Regions from separate parts of the Sus scrofa genome. Here region 2 is linked to region 1. Evidence: chromatin contacts called from public HiChIP or PLAC-seq data. All regions are on one chromosome and are shown on one strand. Each heading gives the region's core, a stretch centred on a gene start, on an enhancer-like site or on the middle of the called end of the contact. The rest is flanking DNA. Distances are from core to core; before and after follow the strand shown.

Evidence for each region. HiChIP or PLAC-seq counts read pairs in DNA pulled down with a chosen protein or histone mark.
Region 2: an H3K27ac HiChIP or PLAC-seq map of alveolar macrophages shows a contact between it and region 1. The contact joins the promoter of SON here to the promoter of SYNJ1 in region 1. A contact is called at or near these places in 1 of 5 promoter capture datasets (fetal liver) and 2 of 2 datasets of contacts at active chromatin or transcription factors (alveolar macrophages and skeletal muscle).

The regions. Positions count from the first base shown.
Region 1 is chr13:196,329,106-196,331,805 of Sscrofa11.1, forward strand. It overlaps SYNJ1 (synaptojanin-1), which reads right to left and starts at 1,407. Exons shown (of 32, transcript XM_013982569.2): 1 at 1,266-1,407; 2 at 91-236. The coding sequence starts at 1,360.
Region 2 is chr13:197,160,715-197,163,414 of Sscrofa11.1, forward strand. It overlaps SON (protein SON), which reads left to right and starts at 1,361. Exons shown (of 12, transcript XM_005657147.3): 1 at 1,361-1,518. The coding sequence starts at 1,442.

The sequences.
Region 1 (2,700 bases), core at 157-2,656:
ATCAGAGTCTTCCTTAAAAAAATGGGTTGAATCTGAATTATTTCAAATCAAAACAGACCATCATCAGCTGGGCTGTACGAGATGACTTACAGAGCACGGCTACAGCCCCAGACTCGAACATGAGACATTCTTCCTTATGCCTAGTTTCCACTATGAGGCTGAAAGGTGGGGGATCCAATTTGTGATAGATCCGAAATCCTTTGCTGAACGCCATTCTCCTTTCTTCAGAGGCAGCCCTGTGAAAACCAAGCAAAAGCAAAGCAAATGAAGCTAATGTTTCTTTCTGCAGCAAGGACTGCAAGGCATCCAGAAGTCCCTCCCTGCCAGGTTTTGATGGGGGGTGGGGTGGAAAAAAAAGGGAGCTCGGGGAGAGAATGGTTTATTCCAAAAGATAAGTCGTCACTTAATTTTACAGAAAAGCAAGACGAAACGGCACCAATTCTCAGCGCAAGGCAAGTCGGGGTTTTATCACTCCAAGCCCATGAACGGCTTGGTTAAGAGGAGTTTCCCCTTTAGTTTATGTTTACCAAAAGGAAAAAAATTGAGCGTATTTCGCTCGGAATTGTTTATCAGCTTCCTGCTTCAGGATTTGTCACTACGTTAAAAGGGAAACGGTTCGGAAACTTCAGGCCGAAAGGGGGAAAACGAGACGTAGGTGGGAAGGTTACCAAGGCGGATTCAAAGCTCCTTAGGGGGCGAGAAATGGGAAAGGATTACCCGACTGAACAAGCTCTCCCGGGGGCGGCGGTGAAGGGCAAGGAAAGCGACACAGGTTACCGCCGCCTCCCGCCCAGCCCCAGGGCACCGCGGGCTGACCGGTCCGCAGGCGGCAGCCGGTAAATATGAATGGCCACCCGGGAAGAGTCACGACTCGGGACACGGACCCGACCGGGGCTCCTCGGGGGTCCCGGGCAATCGACCGTCAGGAAAGCGGCTCCTTCCCAGGGGGACGGAAACGACGAGCAGTCCGTTCCCTCCATTATACGCCAGAAAAGATGACCCGGCGCCCATACTAATCGGTGCCTTTCCTGCGGGCAGGCTGACAGCCGCTGTCACCTCAGCCCCCCGCCCGACGCGGCGCCCTCACAACCAGTGGGCTCCCAACCACCCTGCCAGCCCTCCCATACCCGGCAGCCGGCGGTCGCCTCTCACCGCTCCCGCCCAGGCTGCGGAGGCGGAGATTGCTCCAGGAAGCGCCGGCCCGCGAGCCCCGCAGCCGGTGGGTCCGGCCGCAGCCGCTCCCCGCCCTCCGCCAGCCGGCTCACCTCTTCCTCCGGCTCCTCCTCCTCCGTCTTCCGCAGCCGCAGCCACAGTCGCCGGAAGCGTCACTTCCGTTCCAGCAGGTCCATCTCTTCCGCATTGCGCCGGGGCCCGGGGCGGAAGGCCCGCCCCTCGCAGGAAAGGGGCGGGGGCGTCCGGGGGCCACGCCCACTCGGGGGCCGCCCGGCGGGCCAGGTAGTGGTGGGTGGCCACCGCCTCCAAGGGCACCAACCTTCGCCGCGGGCGGCGTGTACCCCAGGCTGCGGCTGCAGGTCCCACCGCTGGTGATGCGACGGGGAGAGGGAAGATGCGTCCTTCTTGACCCCCTTGCGTGGGCTTTTCAGAGCTTACCAGCCCTCCCTGTAGGCTCCAAGGAGGGACTCTGGGGAAAAGCTTTGGGAGCTGGATATTGATACGTGCCCAAGATGGGTGTCCCGACCACCCCCTGCGGCCCCCATCGGCGTAGACTCGGGGGAGGCCTCGGGACAGTCAGCGCAGCAGGCTAAGAGGGCAAAGCCTGAAGAGCTGTCCATGGTGTCTCCCTGCGAACAGCGCCGGGTTCTTATTCTGAGCGTCTCGGTAGGAAGCAGGAAGAAAAACTAATTCCGTTTTGGAACAACCTTGCTCGTTGCCTTTTCATTTGCTGTGTTCTGGAGCTCTCAAGAGTACTATAAAAAAGAGTCCTCAACTGTATGTACAGTGGAGAGAATAGGAAATCGCTAGCTAGGATCTCAATACTCAAACATGGCTGGCTGGACTGAGGCCAAGGCAGCTATGGTTGTCACTGAATAGCGAATATTTTGCTAACAGTGTAATTTCATAACTAAAGAATCTTCCCCTTTCCTCCTATCTTCATTTTTCAACAAATCATGCATCGTGGCTTATATCGTTTTTTTCTACGGACTTCTTATTCCGTTTCCACTTAATAAATCTAAAAATGATCAAAACCAACAGGGCAAAAAGGAATTGAAAAACCCGAAGAACTCAGCCCCCTGGGAAACTGTTTCCACTTGCCTTTGCTTTTTCTTTATGTCTTCCCCTTCTTGCTTTACCAACAGCAAAAGCAGAATTTAAATTTAGTATATTGCACAAGATCATTTCCCCCTCTGGGCCCTGTCACATGGCTTCACATTTCACTTTAGAGAAGCTAGAACCCACTCTGGTTTCGGGATACTAAAGTAGCTGTCATTCATTAAAAATGAAGCCACGACTTTTCTAGAAGGTGATGGCAGACACTTAGCTTTAGTTCTGAGAAGTGGAGAGGATTTCTCTTATTCAGTACTACTCCTTAGAAAAACTGTTTTGCTCAACTGGTGGTTACTGACAGCAGCCTCGGAATTAATGAAGTTACTCTACTGGTCTATGGTTACTTCTGCCCCTCACGTGCCCCCTTCAGAAGAATCCATTCCAATTGAAGATGACATTGGACAGAGAAAACAA
Region 2 (2,700 bases), core at 111-2,610, 830 kb after region 1:
TCCTGGGCCTCAGTTATCTAAATGGGTACCATAACGAGAATCAGAGAGCCAGGAAAAGCCACTTCCAAGTACCTGGTGAATAAAATAAAGTAAAAATCAACTACAAAATTGGATTAAATAATCTGCTAAAGACAAAAAGGGTGCACGACGAGAAAATATGCAATTTAAGTGCCTGACCTAAAAAAACGCACAAAGACAAAAAAAAGGCCCTGACATCTTAGAAAGCAGGGAAAGTGACAGATCCAATGTAAACCTCAGCTGAAAGTGAATGGCACATGGTCAACCTTCACTCACAGCATTTAAAACCTAGATGAAAATTCCGAGAACCAAACCAGTTCCTACAGTTTCATACCGTTCCTAATACTAAATTCCCCAACCAAAGCAAAAGTGTACATTACCAAAAAGTGGCGAAACTTACCCGCAGACACCCAGCCGTCCTCGGGGATGGCACCAGGGGCTCGCCGCGCGCCGGAAGTCGGCCGAGGGGGATCCGGCGGTCACGCCCCCGCCCCGCCCCCGGCGGGCTTCGCTTCCCCATTGGCCCGCGCGGCCAGTGGTCCCTGCCTCGAGGTAATCGAGAGTGGTCCCCTCCCGCTCTCGGGCGCGGCCTGATCCCGCTCCAGAGCCGGGCTACCAAGCCCCAGCACGTTTACAGGGTAACCCTGTAGTGTCGGGTGCCACGTATCGTCTCTGTTCCGCCCAGTGCCTCCTGAGCTCTGAGGAGGGGGGCGCCGTGATGCTAAAGCCATGCTCAGTTAATTGTGTGTTGCTCACGAGTCAGCTACCTTGGAAAAGTCTCGTGACACGCCTGGCTCCTGACGAGCCCGGGTTTGAATGCAGGTCGCTCACGACCTCTGCCCTAATGCTAAAATTTAAAAAGATGAGGCCCATTATAGGATACCACAGAAGAGAGATGGGGGTAAAAACGTGTTCTTCATATGGAGGCAGACGCTGATTAATGGTCTCCCGGAATGGCTCGTCTTGCCGAAACTCGGTGCCATCCAGGAATGTTGGAAGCCCCGGTCAAAACACCATATTGCCCCCCTTGCACTCTTTCCTTAGGGAATTTAACACTGGGCGTTTAGTGACTAAAATAAGCCTCTTAAGCCCCCAAACACTATTGGACCCTGAGAACTTTAGCTGACAGAGTCGCCTCCACAGAGACTTCTCCTGTAATGGCGCCTGCGTCAGTCACTAACATGGCGGACATAGCCGTGCGCGGCGCAAACGTCAGCAGCTCTACCCCAGACGCTCAGAAACAGCAGAGGAGAGAGTGGCCGTGGCCACTGATTGGTTTAGGGGCGGAGCGTGCCAGTCCGGGCGCTCCCGCAGAAACCAATCAGGACGCCGAGAGACGGAATTGGCCGCTGCGCCTCCTCCCGAGGCATGCTGGGAGCCTGGAGGACTAGCGAGGAGGAGTTGAGAGAACGGAGCGGACGCCATGGCGACCAACATCGAGCAGATTTTTAGGTCTTTCGTGGTCAGTAAATTCCGGGAAATTCAACAGGAACTTTCAAGGTAAACGCTTCCCAGACTCTTTTGCTCCCAAGGGACCTATGGGGCCCCACGTAGCCTTCCATGGCACCTTTCTTCGGAGACGCTGTCGTTGCTCGTCTCAGGCCCCGCTACAGCCCCGCCTGGGCCTGGGATCCATTTTCCGCCCCCCCCCCCATCCGCTCCCTCCCTTCCCAGCGAGTAACTTGGGCCTTTGCGAGGTAATCCCAGGCTCCTTCTCCTAGAACCGAGTTAAGATGCTCACTCTTCTCTCCCGTTTGGTCATTTCCTACTGTTTAGCTAGTGCAGGCCTAGTTGTCCACCAGGGACGGGCCTAGTTCCTTCCTCAGCTCCTCCTCCGCCGCCGCCGCGCCTCCCCTCCCCCTCTCCGCCTCCGCGGATTTCGCCGGCCGGTGTCTTTGACCGGAAAGGGTCTCTAACGGCCGTTTCTTGGGTAATCTTAAATCCGCTTTATTTTTGCAAGCTTCAGACCATTTGGGGGTCGGGATCCTTTAATTAGATTATTTGTGTCCTAGAGTCCTGTGGTTTCCACCAGGCATCATTCTAATATTCTAATAGGTTAGAAATTTGAATTAAAATAGCTCAAATTAATGTTAGTTACTTTGACAGAGGGTTCGGGGTGACGAAGAAAGAGGATTTTGAATTACTAGTAATTTTTTAATTTAGCAAGCGCAAAGTGGACTTTGTGAGTAGGTCTAAATTTTTTTGCTACCCCTGCCCTAGTTGACCTATTTGACCAACAAGCTCCTTTTGTCATTGCTACGTAGTTTACCCTTGGTTCTACAAAATTTGAACAAGATTTCTGAAGAAAGAGTTGTTTACACAGGAAAATCGCCTGGGTTCTGTTATTCAGTGGTTGTATTTATGCTTTGTGTAACATACATATTTGTTCCGAGTTCATATGTATTTATAGTTGATTTTAAAGTTAAGAGCAAGAGCCAGACGTAAGTGGATTTTAGAATCAGTCGAAGACGAAATTGTAAATAGCGCTCAGTTAACAGGGTTATTGGGGCACTGATACGTTGTAGTGCTAGAATATTTTTTTTTTTTTTTTGCGGGATATATTGTTGTTTAAGTGGGACATATATCCGCTCATTTAATTGCTTTTAAATATTTTATTAATGTGGTTATTTTTAGGATGATAAACGATTTGAACTAAGGTGATACGATTTTTTAATAGTTGGA